Linked DNA regions of Mus musculus: region 2 is linked to region 1. The links are chromatin contacts, called in public Hi-C maps. All regions are on one chromosome and are shown on one strand. Each heading gives the region's core, a stretch centred on a gene start, on an enhancer-like site or on the middle of the called end of the contact. The rest is flanking DNA. Distances are from core to core; before and after follow the strand shown. Region 1 has its middle 3.8 kb from the start of Gm38965. Region 2 overlaps Grik5 (glutamate receptor, ionotropic, kainate 5 (gamma 2)).

Region 1 (4,090 bases), core at 497-2,996:
AGGGAAAAGACCCCAACCTGGGGCTGGCATCTGCAGTTAGCTGTCAGAGACTTGGACTATCACTGGCAGTCTGCAGATTATCTGAGCAGTGTGGGTGAGTTTTTAAAAGATCGATCTATCTATCTATCTATCTATCTATCTATCTATCTATCTATCTATCTATCATCTATCTATCAATCATGTCTCTCTCTCTCTCTCTCTCTCTCTCTCTCTCTCTCTCTCTCTCTGGTATACTGTGGCTGTACTGATGGTTGTGAGCCATCATGTGATTGCTGGGAATGAAAGTTGCTTACTCTGGTTGGCCCCTCTCGCTCCGGCCTGAAGATTTATTATTCTATGTAAGTACACTGTAGCTGTCTTCAGACACACCAGAAGAGGGTGTCAGATCTCATTACTGATGGTTGTGAACCACCATGTGGTTGCTGGGATTTGAACTCAGAATCTTTGGAAGAGCTGTCAGTGTTCGTAAACACTCAGCCATCTCTCCAGCCCCAGTGTGGGTATTTTACAGAAATATATCTCCTCTAAAGACTTCAAAGCGGCTCTAAAATACGCATCATGTGAAATGTAGTTAGACCCACTTAAACATACTCATCAATAGTATTAATTACGTTAGAAGGTTGCACCTCTATCATTATTATTTCCAGAATTTACTGTCACCATAGCAAGCTTCTTGCATCCAGTAACCCGTAAGACTGATGACCCTGCAAACCTGGAATCTGCTTTCTAGCTTTGAACTTACAGAGTCTGGATATTTTATTGTGTGCAATAACATATATATATAATAAATAACAAATGATGTAATGAATTCCATTTTGTTTCGGACTTATCTCACCAAGCAGTGTGCTTCCGGGTTTATTAGCTTTAAAACATTTGTTTCTTTGTCTTTGCTTCTTTCTTTGTTCCTTCTTTTCTCTCTCTCTCTCTCCCTCTCTCCCTCCCCCTCCCCCCACCCTCCCCCCTGCACGTGGTGTGGAGGTCAGAGGACAGCTCTGCTGAGTCATTCTCCCCTCCCACATTGAGGCAATCACTCTTGCATTTTTTTGCTGCTGTGCTGTGTACTTGGGGTTAGCCTGCCCCGTGTGCTTTTAGAGGATTTTTCTTGTCTCTTATCTTGCCAGAGGAGAGCTGAAATCCCAGATACGTGACACTGCATGTGGTTGTGAGGATGTGGGTGCTGGGAATGGGGCGTGGGCCATCTGGAAGAGCGGCCAATGCTCACAGCCACTGAGCCATCTCTTTAACCTGGAGTTGCCTAGTTCTTTGTATACTATGTATACATTAAACTTCTTTTATATATTCAATATTTTCTTGTAACCCACTGATAGTTTTTTGCTGTCATGAAAATATCCATTGTTATAGCTGGGATTCAAGGTGTGCATCCCCACTGCCTGGCAATATTTTAAATCTTTATAAAATATGAATCATTAATTTTCTTTTTGTTGTCCATGTGTTTGGGTCATTTATTAAGAATGCTTGGCAAATATTTGCGTAGAAGATTTTTCTCTATGTTTTATTCTAAGAGGATTTAAAGAAAAATGGGCTAGAAAGAAAAGGCAGAAATGTCCACATGTCAGTAGTTAGCCTCTAGTCACCTAGAGCTGGAGTCTTGTGACTTGTGATCTTACAGAAACAGCTGGAGTCTCATTTCCAAAAGCCAATAGGAGAGGCAGCTGTGACCGTGCAGAGACTTTCCACAGTGAGGTGCCTGCTCACAGATGCAGCCAGGACTCATGCAAACGCGATGAGCATTGCCTGCGGGGGCTGTGTGCCTCTGCAGCATGTCTTCTTCAGTCCCTCCTGTCTCTCTTCTGATCTCACAAGTATGCCTTTGGCTTGCATGGTATGCGTAGGTGTGGGGTGTTTATGCTTCTACTAGGCTCATTGCTCTGTAAGAGAGCAGTTTCCAGAAACTGTGTTTTCTGGAAAACCTGTTTTCCCTCACGAATTTGACAAGTGACAAACACGTGTCAAAGGTCATATGACCAGAGTTTTATTCACTTATTGACTTAGTTGTATTTCTTTCGTCTGTATGTGAATCTTGTTTGTTTGTTTGCTTTTTGAGACAAGTTTTCTCTGTGTGTGGCTATCTTGGAACTCACTCTGTAGACCAGGCTGTCCCCAAACTTAGAGATCCACCTGCCTCTACCTTTCAAGTGCTGGAATTAAAGGTGTGCACCACCTGGATTATTTTTTTAAAGAATGGAAAGTATTTATTTTACACTATGTGTATAAATGTTTCACTTGCATGCATGTATAACTAGCACTGCGTGCCTGTTGGACCTATGTGACCTGGGGTTATGGATAATTGTGAGTCACCTTGTGGGTGCCAGGAGTCAAACTCAGGTCTTCTATGTGAGCCGCAAACAGCAGGACTCAGCCATCCCTCCAGCCTGTATGTGACGCCAGTTTTTATTACCACAGCACTGTAATAAGTACATTAAGTGTTCAGGTGAGATGCTGGTCGCAAGCTTTGATTATGTAGCTCGAGATTGGTTTAGATGTTTTATTGATTGATTGATTGATTGATTGATTGATTGATTTTTCAAGACAGGGTTTCTCTGTGTAGCCCTGGCTGTCCTGGAACTCACACTGTAGACCAGGCTGGCCTCGAGCTCAGAAATCCACCTGCCTCTGCTTTCCAAGTGCTGGGATTAAGGGCGTGTACCACCACCGCCCGGCTTATATGTTATTTTTATATATACTATATATATTTTAAATGTGTTGTTCAGTGGTTGTTTTTTAGGAGTTTGGGTTGTTACTCTGTGTAGCCTTGGCAGAACTGGAATTCACCATGCAGAACAGGCTGGCCTCTTATCAAACTTGTAGCAATCCCCCTGCTTCCGCCTTTTGAGTACTGGGAATGTAAGCATGTACCGTCATATCCAATTCAATAGTTCTAAAAAAATTATTATTATTGACTTTTTGAGACAGGGTTTCTCTGTATAGACCAGGCTGTCTTGGAACTCAGAGAAATCTGCTTGCCTCTGCCTCCCAAGTGTTGGGATTAAAGGTGTGCACCACCACACTCTGCTAAAAATTGTTATTATTGTACTTGTTATTATTTGTGTGTGTGTGTTTTGCATACTGGGAGGTCAGAAGACAACTCTTGGTGGTTGATTCTCTTTTTTTCAACCTGTGGGGTGCAAGATGGAAATCAGGTCACCTGACCAGCACCCCAAATGTCTTTCCTCATCGAGTGTCATCTCCCAGATTCGTAACGAGCAATGCTCACCTGTCTAAGGAAATCAGCAGTATGGTTTAAGAGACAGCAAGGAAGACCTAAAAAAATAGGGACAACATTTGTCTTTTGAGGCAGAGTGGTGTGTAGTAGACCAGGCTGGTCTTAAACTGACTCTAACTGAGACTGTTTTTGAACTCCCATCTTCTTGCATCTACCCTCCTGAGTGCTGGGGTTACAGGCATGTACCTCCATACCCAGTTAGTTTTACAAGGTGTTGTGTGTCAAAGCCAGGGCTTTATACATGTGGCCTCCAGTGTCTTCACAAAAAGGCCACAATGCTCACTTCAAAGAGAATAAAAGATGGCTTTTATTCTGGAGTAAAACATTATGGGTAATCACAGCCCAGGAACATATAACTACATTATCCCAGGTTCAGAGTCAAAGCAGAAACAGTTTCACAGTATCAGAATGAAGTCATAAATCAAGGTGATTTTAAACTATATGGGTGGGGAGCATGCACCAGATGACCCCAGACTGGCATCATGGTATAGAACTCCTGAGATGACCCCAGACACCTAGAGACCCTGGTATCACTAGGGTGAGCACGTGAGTGATGGAGAGAAAGAGAAGCAGAGGGATGCATGCACAATGAAGAGAGGCAGAGCTGGAGACTCGAGGGTAGCCAGGGTCAGCCTGATGGGAGAAGGCAGGGACAAGGGCCGCAAACTAGCTCAGAATAAGCTAATTAGTCTGTGAACCTGTAACATCCCAATGTCTCCAAACCACCGCAGTCTTTGTGGACACAGCTTTGGTTCCTGCCTTGGCCTCCCTTTAAAGATTGTGATTGGAATATGGAAGCCAAATAACCTTTTCCTCCCCAAGCTGCTTTTGGTCAGACTCTTTATC
Region 2 (3,717 bases), core at 62-2,561, 180 kb before region 1:
TTTTAAGGTTTATTTAATGTATGTGAGTATTTTGCCTGCGTGAAAATATATGTACCATATGGGTGCCTGTTGTCTATAGAAGTCAGAAGAGAGCATTAGATTTCCTGAAACAGCAGAGACAGATGTTTGTGAGATGCCATGTTGATGCTGGGAGCTAAACCCTAGTCCTCTGGAAGAACTTATAGTGCTTATAACCACTGAGCCATCTCTCCAGCCTCCCTTTGGCTTATGTGTGGGGAATGGATGTAAACTTTGTGAGAGATGGAGGGAGGGTGACAATTTTGGAATTTTCGATTCTTTAAAAAAAAACAGAAATATTATAGCAGATAATTTCTGTGAATGCGTGACATTGGGGATTCTGGGGACTTTTCAGAGCGTATATAACTGGTAGGGTCCCAAGAGGGCTCGGTGGGTTGTTGGTTGTTGTTGGTCACAGTTTGTTAAATAGTCATGCTCAAAGAACAAGCAATAAGAAATTAGATATCCTGACAGCAAAGATCAAACTTGCCCCAAGGAACTCAATGCATCTAATAAGCAGGAAATTGTCTAAGGATAATGTCCCCTTCCGACCCCTGACCTCATTCAGGGATCTCTTTCTTCCCCTCTATCCTTTTTTCTCTATCAGGGTTGGGGGGTGAAGAGGTGGAGGAAAGGGGGAGAAGGGTGGGTGGGAGAGAGAAGAACCATAAAGTAGCCAAAGACAAGCTACAGGGGGTTGCTGAGGAGGCAAGTGTGGCTGTCAGGAAAGTGTGGGTGTCACAGAGCTGCCTGAAGGTGATGGGGAGGAGCGGGCTGGCCTGCGAGTATTCCAGAGTAGAGCTGCAGCCCTTACCGCTGGAGCGAGAAGCACGGGGTATGGGGCCCAAGACCTGGCTGTGAAGAGGCTGCTGAGTCACCGAGACTGGCAGAGAGCAATGAGGAGTCCTACAGGCTTTCAGGGAAGGCGGGGACCTCCAAACAGTTGGCCCAAGGATCACAGAGCCTTGGGGCATGTGAAAGGCTGATGTTTCTATCTGTCTTCATAAGATCCTGACCACCAAGGAAGGACTATTATAAGCACACACACACACACACACACACACACACACACACACACACACACACACAATTGTATGACTTCAAGTAGGGGTGTTCATGTGTCTGGGCCTGGGTTTACAGTTCTATACAGGGGATTTAGGCCACTGGGACACAGCTCCTGCGTGTACCCTTGCCTACACTTCCATTCCATCCCCGAGACTTCAGCCAGGGCTGTAGTGGGATAGAAGGGATAGAAGTGGACGCACAAACCCAAATTTAGGAAGAGAGCTCCTCCTGGAGGCCGAGGCTGAGAACACGGAGGTAACAATAGCCAGGCAGCAGGGAGGGTACAGCCCCTAGAATAGGCTAGGACTGGGGAAGACAGGGTTGAGAGCCCTAACAGAGTCTGTATCGAGGACAGAGGACACAAACCAGGAGCAGAGGCCATGGGCCAACCTAGGAGCCAGATCATGACCCTAGATTAGTGAGAGTCAGCCCTGAACCCGAGAGTCTGGAATAGGCGACATGTAATCCAAAGTTCACAAAAGATGCCACAGGCCTAAAGGATGACCGGAACAATAATAGAACTCACACCAGTGATGCAGAGGGAGCTCAGCCTGAAAGTGCTTCCCTGGCCAGCACAAGGACCTGCGCTAAATCCCTGCAGCCCATGTGGAAAAGCTGGTACAGTGGAGTTCACTTGAGACCACAGCACCAGTTGGGCAGAGACAGGTGGATCCTTGGGTCTCACTGGTCAGCCAGCATAGTGTAACTGTTGAGTTCCAGGCCAGTGAGAGACCCTGTCTCAAATGAGTTGGACAACATTTCTGAGGATGATACCCAAGATTGTTCTCTGTCATGCACACACAGACAAGATGGGTTAATAGTACTGGGTGTGGCTGATCCCAGCACTGGGGGTGGGGGAGGGGAGGAGACAAGCAGTTCTCTGTGACTTTAAACCAAGGCCAGCCTGGTCTACATATTGAGTTCCAGACTAGCCAGAGCTATACAGTGAGATCCCACTAAAAAACAAACGAAAAGCAACCTCCAAAAAAAAAAAAAAAAAATCAAGAACAAAAAACTCAGAGACGAGTGAACCCAAGGTCAAGGGAAAGAGCAGGGCAGGGAAGAGAGGAGGCAGATCTCAAAGACAGCTTACTCTTCCATGCCAGGGACCTGATGACTAACCAGAGCCAGGAGACACAGTGCAGGTTCAGTAAGGAATGCAGGGTAAGTGAGGAGTAGCCTAATATAGCTTAGGTGCAGGAGACAACTCGGCCCTGAGGCAACCCCAGAGGAGGAGGGGTGTGGCAATGAATGATACAGGGCTTCCTGGGGGCCAAGAGGAGGGGTGTTCATCCTTTTTAAATAATAATAATAATGTGTCTAATTCTATGTGCACTAGTGCTTTGGCTGCATATGTGTCCGTATGACAGTGTTGGATCTTGGATTTATAGACAGTTGTGAGCTGCTATGTGGGTGCTAGGAATTGAACCCTAGGTACTGCAGGAAGAGCAGCAGCCCTTAACTGCTGAGCCATCTCTCCAGCCCTCTTATCCTGTCTTTTTAACTGGCCACATTTACTACTAAGGTGTGAGTTGGTGTGAGAACCATCACCCTTACTGCAAGTGTGTGTGTGTGTGTGTGTGTGTGTGTCCAGGACTCTGCATTCCTAAATCCACCCTACCTGCTCTGTTTCTCAACTGTGAGATTGAGTGTCAGATAGTGCTTATTGGGCCCTTGAGAGTAGGTCACTGCATGTCCCTACTACATGTGTGTGTAGCCACATAAGCCGTGTGTGTGGCTGTTGGTCATTGTCTCAGCACAGTCAGGCATAGTGTTCGGGACCCGTTGAGTTGTAGAAATGCCCGGACTGTGTGTGTAGTACTGCATTGCGTGTCTGTATGAAACCTGAGCTCTTCCCTGTCTCCCGTCAGCCTTCAGCTCACAGCTGCATAATGTCCACAAAATGAGATGTCCCTATAGGATCTCAGTTCAATCTGAAGGGGGTTCCTGGCAGGTCAGGGCAGCCCAGCCTACACCCTTCTCTCCGTCCCCACCTTCACTACTTCAGACCTGTCCCCTGGCACCCATTCCCATTGAAAGCACGCAGACTCCCCCAGGTCATTCCTGCTGAGCTGCACCCTGGTCCTGTGTTCCTCAGACACTTGACTAGAGCTCCCATTTCTGCTGGACAAAAGACTCATGGTGAAACCCCACTTCAGGGTCCCCAGCTGCTGCTCTTTCTCATCGGTGCCTCTGCCTCTCTGAGACTCAGTTTCCGAGAGCTTTGGGAGAGGTCTACAAGATGATTAATAGGAAGTTCTGTCGGGGTGCTCAGTTGGTAAAGCGCTTTCTGCACAAACGCGAGGGCCTGAGTTCATCCGGCACACATATAAACCTGGGCACGGCAGCAGTGCCAAGCAAGCAGAGACAGGACCATCCCTCGCTCTCTCACCAGTCCGCCCTGCTGATTCAGTGCACTCCAGACTCAGCTGGAGACCCTGTCTCAAACAGTAAAGTGGAGAGCAGGTGAAGAAGGCGCCCAAGCTGGACCTCTGGCCTTGCTGTGCACAGCACATATCCCCTCCACGCACATGCATGAACATATGTGCACACACACTGACAAACAAAACAAAACATGTCTATCCGTTCTGGTAAGCAATGAATAAATGCCATTTAGTCCCAAGGTCCCAGAGC

Evidence for each region. A called contact is a pair of places that touch in the nucleus more often than the background predicts.
Region 2: a contact with region 1 is called in a Hi-C map of the G1E-ER4 cell line, with 4 times the contacts expected there. The contact joins two enhancer-like sites. A contact is called at or near these places in 5 of 484 Hi-C or Micro-C datasets (the G1E-ER4 cell line, the N1E-115 cell line, embryonic stem cells and 1 more), 2 of 115 datasets of contacts at active chromatin or transcription factors (the HPC-7 cell line and large pre-B cells) and 1 of 9 other capture datasets (pancreatic islet).

The regions. Positions count from the first base shown.
Region 1 is chr7:24,848,002-24,852,091 of GRCm38.p6, reverse strand. No RefSeq gene overlaps it. Among named protein-coding and RNA genes, the nearest start is that of Gm38965, 3.8 kb to the left of the region's middle. Within about 2 kb of position 1,746, at least 82 of the 459 cell types and tissues checked have an H3K27ac peak or open chromatin away from gene starts, as enhancers often do. A contact at or near this core is called in the G1E-ER4 cell line and the N1E-115 cell line, where this site is marked.
Region 2 is chr7:25,023,830-25,027,546 of GRCm38.p6, reverse strand. The region is part of intron 12 of Grik5 (glutamate receptor, ionotropic, kainate 5 (gamma 2)); the gene reads left to right. Among named protein-coding and RNA genes, the nearest start is that of Atp1a3, 20 kb to the right of the region's middle. Within about 2 kb of position 1,311, at least 29 of the 459 cell types and tissues checked have an H3K27ac peak or open chromatin away from gene starts, as enhancers often do. A contact at or near this core is called in the G1E-ER4 cell line and the N1E-115 cell line, where this site is marked.